3 separate regions of the Mus musculus genome follow, and regions 2 and 3 are each linked to region 1. The links are chromatin contacts, called in public HiCAR-type and Micro-C maps. All regions are on one chromosome and are shown on one strand. The core of a region is the stretch at or near the end of the contact, and the rest is flanking DNA. Distances in the headings are between cores, read along the strand shown.

What was found. A called contact is a pair of places that touch in the nucleus more often than the background predicts. HiCAR-type assays count read pairs that join an accessible place to other places.
Region 2: a HiCAR-type map of astrocytes shows a contact between it and region 1, with 6 times the contacts expected there. The contact joins the enhancer-like site here to the promoter of Lfng in region 1. A contact is called at or near these places in 7 of 39 promoter capture datasets (the 3T3-L1 cell line, the C10 cell line, cranial neural crest and 3 more), 1 of 484 Hi-C or Micro-C datasets (embryonic stem cells), 7 of 115 datasets of contacts at active chromatin or transcription factors (the 230-238 cell line, astrocytes, embryonic forebrain and 3 more) and 1 of 9 other capture datasets (embryonic stem cells).
Region 3: a Micro-C map of embryonic stem cells shows a contact between it and region 1, with 3 times the contacts expected there. The contact joins the promoter of Uncx here to the promoter of Lfng in region 1. A contact is called at or near these places in 4 of 39 promoter capture datasets (embryonic stem cells, hippocampal neurons, maxillary cranial neural crest and 1 more), 6 of 484 Hi-C or Micro-C datasets (all in embryonic stem cells) and 3 of 115 datasets of contacts at active chromatin or transcription factors (embryonic stem cells and pancreatic cancer cells).

The regions. Positions count from the first base shown.
Region 1 is chr5:140,604,481-140,609,141 of GRCm38.p6, reverse strand. Lfng (LFNG O-fucosylpeptide 3-beta-N-acetylglucosaminyltransferase) reads right to left here and starts at 1,801. Exons shown (of 8, transcript NM_008494.3): 1 at 1,298-1,801. The coding sequence starts at 1,726.
Region 2 is chr5:142,375,811-142,380,471 of GRCm38.p6, reverse strand. It overlaps Gm31127 (a long non-coding RNA gene), which reads left to right. Exons shown (of 4, transcript XR_377178.3): 4 at 185-782. Among named protein-coding and RNA genes, the nearest start is that of Gm31127, 10 kb to the left of the region's middle. Within about 2 kb of position 2,296, at least 12 of the 459 cell types and tissues checked have an H3K27ac peak or open chromatin away from gene starts, as enhancers often do.
Region 3 is chr5:139,541,287-139,545,947 of GRCm38.p6, reverse strand. It overlaps Uncx (UNC homeobox), which reads right to left and starts at 2,050. Exons shown (of 3, transcript NM_013702.3): 1 at 1,669-2,050; 2 at 1,318-1,493. The coding sequence starts at 1,954. 4930500L23Rik (RIKEN cDNA 4930500L23 gene) reads right to left here. Exons shown (of 4, transcript NR_040701.1): 4 at 4,609-4,661.

The DNA of each region.
Region 1 (4,661 bases), core at 552-3,051:
GAGACCCTAGGCTTCTCACCAGACCACACAGTCCAACTGAGTCCCAAATCCCTGAATAAGAGTTTCTCAGAACCGATAGTGGCCCAGAGTGGGATAGATGCTATCCAATATCACACAGCAGGAAGGCTGAATGAAGGGGTGGGGGAATGCCCTGGCTCAGGGATCGTGCCCCACGAGGGCTGTCATTCAGGGCTGGGGGGAGGACACAGAGGCCCCCTCATCACCAGGCAACCTGAGTGGCCAGCACGCCAGCCAACGGTTCCCATGGAGCGCATAGCTGTACACAAGAGGCCGACGCCTTTCTCGGCTGGAGAAAGGGGCTTTGTTGCCTTGCCCAAGGGGCCGGCGTGAGAGCAGCCTAGCGCTGGGAATCCTAACGGCACCACAGCCAAACAAAACCCATGGCCCCCCGCTGCCCCCTCCCGAAGGCCTGCTGAGCCCCTGGGAAAGGGACGCCTCATTCTCAGGAGGCTACGGTGGGGTTCTCAGGGCCCCTCTTTGACCAAGACTAGATAGGAGCCTGTCCTCTTAACCTCCACTGTCCTAAAGCGAAGTCTCACTGGGGCTGGGTCAGGAAGGAAAGTGAGTCTTAGTCTTCACACCAAATATCTACCCCCACCCCTACACACACACACACACACACACACACACACACACACACACACACACACACACGCAGTGCACTCTGCTCTCCCGCCCCAACGGTCCTGTTGTAGCCTCCAGGGAGATTTTCAAAGTGGGGTGTGTCTTTTTATTATGTGTATGAAGTTGGTCTAACAGGAGGTGGGGGAGCTGAGCTACTGAAGTCAGGGTTCTGAGCAAGTCTGGAGAACTAGCACCCATTTCTTTCACTTTGCCTGGTCCAGGGGTGTGCTATGCCTTTTCCTCCCTCCCTTTCAAGGGGGCGTACCTTCCACCCAGGAAGAAGGAAGGGGAGTGAAGGGGACCCAGGATGGAACTGAGCCAATTTGCTCGAAAAAGTTTAGGAACAAATATGGCCATTCACTCCAGTGTTTAGGAGAAGCGTTACAGAGCCAGCCCTAAGCTGGAGGCGACTCATCCAGACACAGAGCATGTGGCTGGGGTGACCCTGGGCAACACGGAAGGAAGCTTCCAGGGTAGTAAGGCAAAGTGAACCCCAGCAGCCACACGGGGCTGTAATGGGATTTATCAGTGTCATCGTTTCCCAGATAGACCCAAAGCAATTAACGCATCGGGAACCGCTATCGTCAGTCACCAGTTGGACCAGAGGGTGATCCCCACTTCATCCCCCTGCCCAGGCCGCGCTGGGTCTCACCATCTCCTTGTGGCGCGAGATCCAGGTCTCGAACAGCAGATCGAGCCGCGCGCGGTGAAACTTTCTGGTGGTCTTGACGGCGATGAAGACGTCGCGAGGGGACAGAACTTCGGCGGGGGGACGCGGATGGCCGTCGCCCTGGCGAGAAGCGACCCCGGGCGGTGGATCCGCGTCTCTGCGCGCGCGGGTGAGTAGACTGAAGTACTCGGAGAGGCTATGCACCTCGCGGGTGAGGACTCCGGGATCCACAGCCGCCCTGGACCCTGAAGCCGGAGCTCCTCCAGAGGAGCCCGCCAGGCTACGCAGCGCGCGCCGTCCGCGCTCAGCGGGCATCGGAGTCGGTGGCGGGTCGGCCGTGAGCACCAGGAGACAAGCCAACAGCGCGCCCACCAGCGCCAGCAGCAGGCGCCGGCCGCACCGCTGGAGCATGGTGGCCGGCGGCCGCACGTAATATCTATCCCAGTGCCAACTGGTCCGGCTGCCCGAGGCTCCCGGTCCAGCTGCGCGCCTCTCGCTTCAGGAACTCTTAAACCTCCCCTGCCCGCCACGCCTCCACGCGCTAATTGGCTGCTAGCCTTGGGGCGTAACCTTTAGGGAGATCTCTCCTTCCCACGTGGGATACGGACAAGGGGCTGGGAACCACCCAGCTGGGGTACCCACGGCACCCGCCCCCTTTGTGCACGAGCCTGTCCCGCCTGCGCCGAGTCACCCTCCGGAGCTGCTCTGGGAGACACCCAGCCTGACCAACGCCCGCCACGGCTGCACGTGGAGGACGCGCCCCCGAAGCTGGGACCTGGGTGATAGGGCCAGTGCTCCTCCGCGGGCGACATCCTTGGCTTCTCGCTGTGCATTTCCTGTCCCCGAGCGGGTTTCCTTCCCTGGGGAACGGTGCTGACTGAGCCAAAGTGGTAGCCTGCAGTGTGTCCTGAGCGATTAATTTTGAGCTGCCCTTACTGATACTTATGTCTTAGGAGTGGACCTGAAGTTCAGGCAAAAGGGTATCAGTGACAAAATTCTACGTCCCTCCGTCGGTCCATCCTTCCCTCCTCCCCCAGGCAGGCCTGTCTTGGCATCATGTTCCTAAATGGGGAGGGTTGGTCCCCAAAAACCTCAGGCACCCCGTAGCGAGGAGACACTCAAGCAGCCTCTTTCCTCGAAGGATGAAAGGCTACCTTCTGTTCCATTTGGTTCCTCCGCACTCCTACCAGATGTGACCCAGCTGTGCGCCATCCCAGACCCGCCTCCCCGGCACACGGCCCCCTTCCCACGGGCGGGGGCCTTGCCTGCGCCTAGCACGAGCGGGGGCGGCAGGAATGTGCGCCTAATGGTAGGGTGAGAGGCTACGGGTCCGGAAATGGCCAAGGGTCCCCTGGAGTGGGAGCAGGGTCCGAGCCCGAGCCTGCTGCATCTTCCGGGAGCGCAGCTGGGGGCGGCTCTCCGCCTGGCTGCCCCTGGGTCTGGTTGGCTTCAGTTTCCGCGTCCCCCTTCAAAGGAAGTCTGAGCCCACCCTGCCACCACGGATAAACTGCTGTTCCTTCTGTCGCCGACTCCCTAGCGTTTATATTTTAGACCGGAGTATCATTTCTAATTATTTCTCTACTACACTCTTCTTAATGTCCGTCCCTCTCTTGGAGGTTAAAAGAAGGCATCAGGCTGGATCAGGTAAAGACTTACTGCAGGGGCTGGCCAGATGGTTCAGTGGGCAAACGCAACTGTCACCTAGGCAGATTTGAGTTTATTTCCCAGGACCCACATGGTCAGAAAGAACCAACAATATGTTGCCCTCTGACCTCCACACGTGCAACTTGGCCTGAGCAACACACATTTATACACACGCACGCACGCACGCACATACACATACGCACACCTGCTTTCAACAAAATTCTTTTCAAAATGAAGACAGACATGATAGCCCATGTAGCAGGCTTGGACGATTGCTGAACATTTAAAGGCAGCCTGAGTTACAGAGTGAATATCGGGTCAGCCCCTGCTGCCGTGTAAAAGAGCGCCTGAAATGTACCTCATCTGGCAAAGTTGGTAAAGTGTTTGCCTAGCATGTATGACGCCTCGGTTCATCTCTGCACCAAATATTCCTTGGCAAATAGTGAGTTTGAGTCCAGCCTGAGCTACATGAGACCCTATCACAAATATAAAATAAAATGACTTTGAATTGATGTGTAGCCAGGCTCTCCCCACCCCACCCCACCCCCCAGCCTCCCACCCCACCCAGGAGTGGATCTCTGGTCCATTTGCTCTGAGGGCCCTGTGGGACACTGCAACCCCTCTGTGGTGGGAGGGAGTGGGATATGGTGGTTCCCAGGCTTCTTCCTGACCCCTCCCCCCAGGTAATTAGGAGGCACCACCTCTGGTAGGCAGATGCCTAAGCAGATGGTGCTGGCTGTGCCCGAGTGACAAAGCTCCCATGGCGTCACCTCCTGCTATAAACCCCTCCTCCTCCTGCCAGAGCCTGGTCCCTCAAGGACAAGGAAAAAGTCCTACCTGCTATCTGCTGGACTGCTCTCCAAATAAACTCACCCCAGTTCCAGCCTCAGCCTCAGGGGCTAATCCATTCCCACCAAAAACTATCTATGTGTCTTCCGAGTGTTTTAGGTCTAAGGCTCCTCCTTGAGACCCCTCTCCTGGACCACTTGGCAGCCTCCATTCTACTTTCTCTGTGTCTCTCTGTCTCTGTCTCTCTGTCTCTCTGTCTCTCTCTGTCTCTCTCTCACACAAACACAGACACAGAATAGACTATAGCATGACTCTCTGTTGTCACCTATGAATTCAAGACTCTCCTGGTATCCACATGTCTTGTGGTGGTCCTACCCCGTGTCCCCCCACCCCGCACATACAATGTCTTCATTTCCCAATAGCTCAAGTCCCCTAATCACCCTAACTTTCTGCATGGCTTCCATTTAAACCAAAGGGAAGATACCTTCGTGGGCATTTATCAAGTCTCTGACGGCAGGAGAGGAAACAAACTACCTATGCCTTCCTTCCATACCCACCTGACCAAGTCATAGCTGGTTGTCAGTCTTGGTGCGCCTTCATCCCAAGCCTGGGACCATGTCAAGCCGCTACCACCAAGTCCTCATGTTCCCCATTGTAAAGAAAGCAACCTGATGCCCAGAGAGGGGCTGGTGCAGTGTCCATGCCTGCCACAGAGGAGCCATGCAGGGGAGACCGGGTCGGCCATGGAGTAAGGAACCAACCAGCTCTGACTGTGGTGGCTGGACAGGGAACGGCAGGTCAAAGCCTTACCGCATTCTTGTGGGGGCTGCAGGCTCTGGCAAGAGTGATTCAGTTTCTTCGCTGTCAGAAGATTGGAATTTCGTGGTTCCTCCTTGAGGTCTGAAAACCAGAG
Region 2 (4,661 bases), core at 1,047-3,546, 1.8 Mb before region 1:
GGGGTATAAGCACACAAGTGTGTACATGGGCATAGACTGAGACCTTGTCTGGGAACAGGGAACTCAGTTGAGAAAATGCCTCCATTAATTGGCCTGTAGGCAAGCCTGTTTTTTTTTTTTTTTTTTTTCTATTTGAGAGAGTGTCACTCTTTCAAGCTCTGGCTATCATGGAATTCTCTTACAGACCAATCTGGCCAAACTCAGAGACCTGCCCCGCTCCCAAGGTGCTGGGATTCAAGGCGCCCACCATCACACCCTGCTACCATTTTCTCGATTAATGATTGATACAGGATATTATGGCTTGTATATGCTCAGGGAATGACACTATTAGCAGGTGTGGCTTTGTTGGAGTAGGTGTGTCACTGTAGGCGTGGGCTTTAAGACCCTCATCCTGACTGCTTGGAAGTCAGTCTTCTCTTAGTGGCCTTCAGATGAAGATGTAGAACTCTCAGCTCCTCCTGCACCATGCCTGTCTGGATGCTGCCATGTTCCCACCTTGATGATAATGGACTGAACCACTGAACCTATAAGCCAGCCCCAATTAATTAAATGTTGTCCTTTATAAGAGGTGTCTGTTCATGGTGTCTCTTCACAGTAGCAAAATCCTAACTAAGACATGGGAGGTGATGCCACCCCTGTGCAGATGGTCCTGCCATGAGGAACAAGCCATTAAGCGGTGTTCCTCCATGATCCCTGCTTCCGTTCCTGCCTCCAGTTCTTACCCAGATGTCTCTCCATAATGCACTGTAAGCTGTAAGCCAACTAAACGGTTTCCTCTCCAACTTGTTTTTGGTGATGCAGTTTTGTCACAGCAACAGAAAGCAAACTAGGACAGTTAGCAGCAAGTTCGCTCCATTCTTAGTAGCGCAGGAGTATCAGGCACCATGTGGCTTTTCTATGTGGGTGCTGGGGATTCGAACACAAGACCTTATGCTTGTGCAGTAAGTACTTTTACCTACTGAGCCACCTCCCAAGCCTCTTGAGCTCCCTTTAAAATGTAGGTCTCGAACTCAGAATTCTGTGCATCGTAGGCAACCACTAACCAAGCATACTCGCCCAGCTGTAGTTGTCAAAGCAAGAGGTAGTTAACATACAGATTCACTCTGAAATCTCCCTACCCAGCTTTCCCCAACAACACTGTGTAACTGTTTCCTCTGATTGGAATAGAGAAAAGCAGGGGGAGAAGTCTGGAAAACTCACAGGAAACTTGTACAACTCAGGAAGCTCAAGAAACTTACAGAACTCACAAGGCTCCTTCCTGTGGCTAGGTAAGTAGTAAAGAATTATGGGGGAAGAAAAGGTTCTTCCGTGGAGCTGCCTGCAAGTTGCATAGGAGGTTCCAGGTCTGCAGCTTCTGAGTCACCCACGCTGGGGTAGACTTTCCAGTGATACAGCTGCCTTTCCTTCAAGTCTCCCATGCTCCTATGAGGAACTCCAGGAACTCATTGGTTCCCCCATGAGACTCTGGTGAAACTGATTCTTTGGTCTGTCATGGTGTCTCCCTAGAAAAAGTCACACAAGCACATCTGTAGTCCCGCTTAGTCGAACACATCAGAAAATATGACGCTCAGATACATGTCATTCCCCTGCAGAGGCTGATGCTCCTCCGTGGCTTGCCAGAAACCAATTACTGTTCAAATGACAAAGACAGGAAGCATGTCCCAAGGAAGGCCACTTTCAGAGAACCTCTCCCCTCTGGCCAGAGCTCTGACGGTGACTGAGTAATTCTAGGTATGTCGTGAAGCAGTCAGTGGTGGCTGAAAGCTGCCCTTTCCCCTAGTTAACAGAACTTTAATTTCATACAGAGTTGTAAGGGGGCTCAGCCAGAAGAGCATCTCAGGGGCTGCAGAGATGGAGAGGTGGGTACTTCCTGCTCTTGCAGTGGACCAGTCCTATAAATCAAGCCACATCCTCAGCTCTGCAAGGGGGAAATGTTTGGTTGTACATTGGACATAGCAATTGGATGAAACGGACAGTGTTCTTTAGGTATGGATAGCAGGAGTGGACAAAGTAAAGGAGGTAAGAAAATTGAAATTAAGGAACCTAGAATTCTTGGAGGAAAAGGGGGGTTGGCTTGTGCTGACAGCTGTGAGGGGCAACAATGGGATTGTTTTCCCCAACATAGAGAAAAATGGCAGGCAAGCTTTAGTTGCTACTATGGGAAGGAACTGATGAGGCAAAGGTAAAGTTTTGTGAGGAGCACAAATTTGGAGGGACAGGAAACAGGTGGAGGAGAATCAAAGGGCGGAAACAGGAAACAGAAAGGCCTTCCCCACTGGAAAGATCAGAAAGAGTTGAATGGCTGAACAAACATAAGGAGTGGAAGCTCAACCCTAAGGGGAGCACGAATGCCACCACAGAACAGCTGAGAGGCAATACCCTACCAACTGGCATGATTCTCTCTCTCAGCACTGGACAAATCACCTTGCTAGTGTTTGTGGATTTTCCCTTAGTGTTCTTGCCTCACAACTCAAGTGATGCTTGATTTCGTCTGTTCTACACTCGGATGTATGTGTGCTTGTGTGCATATATACATATGTGTGCATGTGGGGGTCAGAGGGACAACTTGCAACAATTGGTTTTTTGGCCGGGCGTGGTGGCGCACGCCTTTAATCCCAGCACTTGGGAGGCAGAGGCAGGCAGATTTCTGAGTTTGAGGCCAGCCTGATCTACAAAGTGAGTTCCAGGACAGCCAGAGCTACACAGAGAAACACTGTCTCAGAAAAAAAAAAAAAATTGGTTTTTCCTTCCTTCATGTAGGTCTCAGGGATCAAACTCAGGTGGCCAGGCTTGGCTTTGTGCCAGCCCCCTGTTCTGAGTCCAGTGTCTATAAGGGGGTCTCTCTGGGTCGTACAATGTGCAGAGTTCAGTTTTTAGACAATCTAATCCTCAAGGTCACTTAGTCAATCTGCACCTGCCCGAAGTCCATCAAAGGTCCCCTGCTTTCCCTTCCTGGGCGCTATAAATACATCCCACTCTGTTTCTCTAGGATGCTTACGGTTCCCGTTGGTTTAGAATAGCTTTGCAACTGTAGGCTATTTGCATGTCTGTTTTACAAAGTGTTTATAAATTGCAGAATTTAACCTGATTTTCTATTGGGTCTTCTAGGGATTTGTTGTTGTTGTTGTAACTGCTGTTGTTTGTTTCTCTGCTGTTGTTATCTGGCAATGCTGAGGATGGAATGTGGGGTCCTGGGCTTCTCTCACTGAGTCCTGGCACTTGCTCTGGAGAGGCTGATTGGCCAGTGAGCCCCAGGGATGAGCAAAAGACCTAAGGACCAGCCTCAGGGAGGAAAGATGATTTGGATTCACAGTCTGAAGGGCCCTGTCTGTGGTTGCTTGGTCACAGGCACTTAACAGAATGTCATGGTATGAGCATGTGGTAGGGGAATGTCTTGGCCTCATGGTGGTCAGGAAGCAGAGCTGAGGCCCAGCATTCATCTCTCTTCCTGACTGTGGATGCCATGTGTGCAGCTGCCTCATACTCCTGCTGCCCTGCCCTCCCCACTATGGGGGGCTATGATGTCCTGCTGTGAGCCAGAACAAGCCTTTACAATCCTAGGCGACTCTTTCAGGGCAAAAGTAGCGCACACACACACACACACACATATAAAATGTGTTTGTATATATATATGTATATAGTGATATATAATGATATATAACAAATATATATTCTATACATTATATATAATTATATACAACCCATTAACATTATATATTCATATATTCACATGAATATATTCTTATGTATTTATGTATTATTCATATGTTCATAATAGATTCATATATTATATATGCTACATATAACTGATATGTATAATGTGTGGAACCTGTCACTTGCTTAGGCTAGAATGGCTGGCCAGCGAGCCCTGTGGATTCACCTATCTCCATCCACCCAATGGTAAAATTACAAGCGTGGGCCACTGTGCTCAGCTTTTTTTTTTTTTTTTTAAATGTGGGTTCTGGTGACAGGGGATCAAACTCAGGTCCTCATGCCTGTGTAGTGAGCACTTTAGGGATCCTTCTGTCACAGAGCAATGTACAGAACTCTAGGAATAGCAGCTGTGTAGGGGCAGTGGAAGGAGAGCTATCTTCCGATGGGTGTACAGGCATAAATTAAGGAGACTCTGAAAAAACTCTGAGGCTGGTACATTTCTCTTTCTGCTACACTGATGTTTAGGGAAGTGGGCAGTCACACCCACGTCTTGTGCAGTCATTCAGAAGGCCTGAAGTCATGTGATGTTGCCAGCCTGCTCTGAGATGAGGCCTTAAGGAAGGGTACTAGTGAAGAAAGGGCCTTATTAAAGATGGTTGTTGGGCGTGGTGGCGCACGCCTTTAATCCCAGCACTCGGGAAGCAGAGACAGGCAGATTTCTGAGTTCAAGGCCAGCCTGGTCTACAGAGTGAGTTCCAGGACAGCCAGGGCTATACAGAGAAACCCTGTCTTGAAAAAAAAAAAAAAAAAGATGGTTGTTACAAGCAACCGCTGGGATGTCGAGGATGGGGTAAACGCTTACGTGGGGAGGAACAGCGTTTGAGAACCATTCTGGTTTCTGTGAAATTTCACTTGAAAACATCTTACTTCTCTCAGTGAGAATCAGTCTGTGTTCACTGGAGAAAACTAGAAGAGCAGATGTCAGTAGGGGACTTTTGGAAGGGTGT
Region 3 (4,661 bases), core at 801-3,300, 1.1 Mb after region 1:
GGCAAGCAGGCCCAAAGCTGACCACCAGCCCCCCCCCCCCCCTTGAGAGCAGGGATGTTCTGTAGTCCTTCCTGCTCTCAGCAGGTCTTGTCTGGGACAGCCAAGAAGAATTTAAAGATCACAGCAGCTCCCAAGACCACCACCGCTCCCTGGGCCAAGGACCTGGGCAAGGCTACCATGCCTTGCAGAATGTAGCAATGTAAAGGCTTTGTTGTGGCCCGTATAAAGTTAGCAGGATTGCACAGCAGACCTGCTCCAAGGGAGCCTGGTTTGTGCAAAAGTCTCTGAGACTAAGCCAACACCCTGGGAAGCTTTCTCTTTTCTTTTTCAAAACTTTTTTTTTTTTTGGAGGGGTGCAATTTCCAGATTACTTCCTCATCAGAAATTTCTATCATATTAGAGGGGATATAAAAAAGATTCGGACTTCACTTAAGCCACAGAACAATTTGGAGAGAGGGATTTTTAAACAGATGAGAGCAGGCCAAAGCCCAGGACCCAAATATTTCAGGCAAAGCTATGGCGCTAAACTGGTATTTTGCCAGCGTCTGCCTCCACCCCAGGCACCCACTAATAACACAGACCCCAAGGTTTCTGTATTCTAGGAAAGCATCTATTATGCAGACATTAATTCTGGAATTTTATTACGCCAAATTAACGCTGCTTTTTTTTTTTTTTTAATGAATACTGCTTCCTGACTCCTCATGAAATCGAATAACGAAGAGGTTGGGGAGGGAGGAATTTAATGGAGAAGAATCTTAAATTCAGATGCCCTTTTTTTTAAGCCCCCTCTTTTCCAATGTGTTAACCGCGAAAGTTTCCACCTACTCTCCCACAAATGCACCCCCCCAGCGGCTGTTTGTAAGACGATGGATAAATGCATGTTTCTATCTTAATATTTCACAAGCCAGAAATAAAGCAACAGATCTGTCAGCTTCGAGGATGGGAGAAAGCCTCTGTCAAGAGCGCCCAGGCCAGGGCCCACTTTGTCCCCTCCTGGAGGGCTTTTCGAGCCTCGGCAGCCTTTCCAGACTGTGCGCCGCGGCCGCAGCCAACCTACACCCGGCTTCCCCGAATCGAACGCAGTCACTGCAGTGGCTACTGGGGCGCCACCAGGATCTCTCCCCAATCACCTCGGCACTCTCAAGTTACTCACCTCCAGATGGGAGAAGGGGTTCAACCCTCATAATCCCCACCATGGCCAGCAGCGCGGAGCCTGAAACCACCTCCCCGCCACTTAGAACAAAGGTGGCCCTGCCTCACCGCGCTCTGCACGCCTAGTGCGGGATCTCGGACTCCTTGGGCGACACCAATCTTTACCTGAACTCGGGACTCGACCAGGTCCAGGCGCAGCGCCAGCGCCTCGCGCATAAACACGTCCGGGTAGTGGCTCTCATTGAACGCCTTCTCCAGCTCCTCCAGCTGCCAGCCGGTAAAGTTGGTGCGGGTGCGTCTCCGTTTGCAGCCGGGGCTCTCCTTGTCTGGATCCCCCGAGTCTGCGGGCATGCACAGGACGCTGCAAGGCTCAGCCACCTGGCAGATGCTTGTCCCGCTTGCACCCACCTCGGGTGCGGGGTGCACGGAGGAGTGGGTCGCTATTCTCCGACGGCCTGGTGCACCCCACCCCGAGGCCCCCCGTTGTGTTTCCCCGTGTCCCCGCCTCCAGCCTACCTGCAAGCTTGAAGGGCTGGCTTTCGCCGGCCACCCCGCAGGCAGCCGGCAGCAGCGGCGTGGGGTTGACCACCGAGGCGGCGGCTGCAGCGCACGAGCCGCTGAGCAGGCCGTCGATGGAGAAGGGCACCGAGGCCGCGGCAGCGGCGGCGGCGGCCGACTGCAGCTGGTGACCGGCCAGCTCGTACACGTGGTGGTGGCCCAGCGGGTAGGGGAAGCCCACCACGCCGCCCAGCGAGCCCCCGAACTGGGCATGCGGGTGCTCCAGGAGGCGACCGTCCATCATCTCGCGCGCGGGGCTGGCGGGGCGCGGGGGCGCGGACGGCGGCGGGGACAGGGGCCCGGAGCCCTACACATGCTTCGGCCCGCGCTCCGCCGCTTTACTTTATCAACATCAAGCTCTCGATAATTAGCCGCGGCCCGGGGAATTTGGGACCAATAAGAAGCGCTAATCGGCTCTGACGTCAGAGGCGTGCTGGGTGCAAGGAAACGTTTTCCATATCGATTGCTAATTATACCTGACACGCACCTCCATAAACAGTATCAGGAGCTGTCACAACAAGACGGGGTGGGGAGGGAGGGGCACCGCCGCGCTCGGCCGGCCGGGGGCCCCCGGCGAGCCCCCCACTCCTGCTCCCCGCCGCTCCCGCCCCTCGCCTCCTTCTAATAGATTTCCCTTTAAAACATTCGCCGGCGTGTTGTGGGGATTTTTCACCAGAAATGCTGTACTCTCTGAACCTTTAAAGTGATGTTGCTCCAATTACAGAGAGACATTGAGCGGCAAATAGACTGATCCAATAATGGGAGATTCATCATCCGCTCTTTCCGAAACTGTCACATTGAATTTAAAACTACAAGGGCTTCTCTACCAGCGGCCTCTCCCGGGCTGCGGGCTGCCGCGAGCGGCGGAGGGAGGAGGAGGGGGAGGAAGAGAGGAGGAGAGGAAGGGGAGAGAAGTGTCCCGACGAACTGGAAGACCAAGGGGAAGAAAGAGGAGGAAGAACAAGCCCAGGAGGGAGGGGGAGAAAGGAAAGGTTTGGGGGAGGAGGAGTGCAGAAAGAGAAAGGGAGGAAGGAGAGGAAGTGGATGGAGAGGAGGAAAGGATGGAGGGGAGGGGAGAAGAAGAAAGGGAGGAGAATGGAGGAGGAAGGAGAAGAAGTAATGGGGGAGAAAGGAAGGAGAGAGGAGTGGAACCAGAAGCGATGGAAGGACAGAGAGAAGCGAGAAGAGGAGAAGAGAAAGCGGGGAGGATAAAGAGAAGGGAGAATGAAAACGGAGAGTGGAGAGAAGGGGAGGAAGGAGGGGAACAAGGCAGAAAAAGAGAAGAAAGGGAGGGAAGTGGGACTAGATGGACGGAGAGACCAGAATGAAAGGGGGAGGGGAGAAAGGGAGAGGAGAGGAGGGGAAGGGGGGGAGAGAAGAACCTCCAAACAGTGATCCAGCCAAATGCGGCCCCCACCTATAAGGAGTCTAACCCGACGCCCTCCTCCTTGATTGGCAGTTACCCCATCAATATAGACAGGGTGGTGGCAGCTGGGGCACCCTAACCCCACTTAACTCCCACACATATGGGTCCTGGATGCCAGCCCAGAGGAGGAGGGAGCATGGAAGGAGGAAGGACAATGGTAACTTCAGGATAGTGACCAATGGCCCACGCATCCCTTCAAATAAATAAATAAATAAATAAATAAATAAATAAATCTCCCTCTGAGTCAGCTCTGAAGAATGGGTTGGAGGCACTAACCCATCTATTATAATTAAATTATGTTCGCAGTGAGATGCCATTCCCTTCTCCACTGTAAAATATTGATAGTCTCAAAAACTAAATCATTAGGGGACATATCCTTAAATAAGCCGCAAGCACGGACTGTGAGCAGAGGTGGACGCAGCCAGGATGGATGGGGATGGAGGATGGGGATGGGGGATGAGGGATAGGGATGGGGGATGGGGGAGGGGGATGGGGGATGGGGATGGGGGATGGGGATGTATCCTTTGTAAAAGCAAGTTTGTCACTGGAGAGATGGCTTTTTGCTGACTCTAAATTTGTAGGCAAAGTACTCTGACCGCCTGCCCCAGAAGGAAGCCTGATCATCACAACCCCAGGGCACAGTGACAAGTTTGCTTTGGCAAAAGTAAGGCCTAAGCAGGAAGAAATGGGACAGGCCAGAATGGTGTGTGCCATGTCTCTCTCTCTCTCTCTCTCTCTCTCTCTCTCTCTCTCTCTCTCTCTCTCTCTCTCTGTGTGTGTGTGTGTGTGTGTGTGTGTGTGTGCCCTGACCCACTGAGCTGGCAGAGAGGGAACCAGACTGCCCTTGGGGTGGTTCCCCCAACACTCATGTCCGGGCCTGGACCCCAGCCGGACTACAATCGGGCCTCGCTTCTAATCTACAGTGACTGGACTACCAAATTGGACTTAATTACTCCCTCCCTCTGTCTCTGAAGGAGCGGGGAATGTACAGAGTTGGAGACAGGCCTGGAGGTGGGGGGACCCCTCTCCCCGTGACACTAGAAGGGCGCTGCAAGGGTTAATCCCGAGGTCAAGGGCCAAGAGCACTACTTTTCGCTATAATTTAATTTCTTTCGCTATAAATACTACACGTAAACGCTGCCCATCCGGCTCGATTTTGCCCGTGGCCACTGCCGCCTGCTTTTCTGTCGCACTCGCGATCTGGAATGCGCCCGGCGCGTGCTTCGGAATACAGAGCTGTGATCAATCCAGCCCGAGGGGAGGGCAGCAGAGGGGGCGGGCGCCGGCCCCGCTCCTCGCCCATCTCTCTTTATTATAATGAATTAATTCGACTTTATTTATCCCATTTTCTGGAGCTGACAGAATGTTAATTTGAGTTGAAATTTCGCTCGCCTCTCACTCTCTGACCCCTGGCCTTCAGATTGGCGTGTTGTAATAACCTGAATCTTTCAACAGAGGCCCTGATAATTGTTACCTTATTAGCATGCAAATTGTTTAATTAATATTATTATGAAGGAGCGAACAA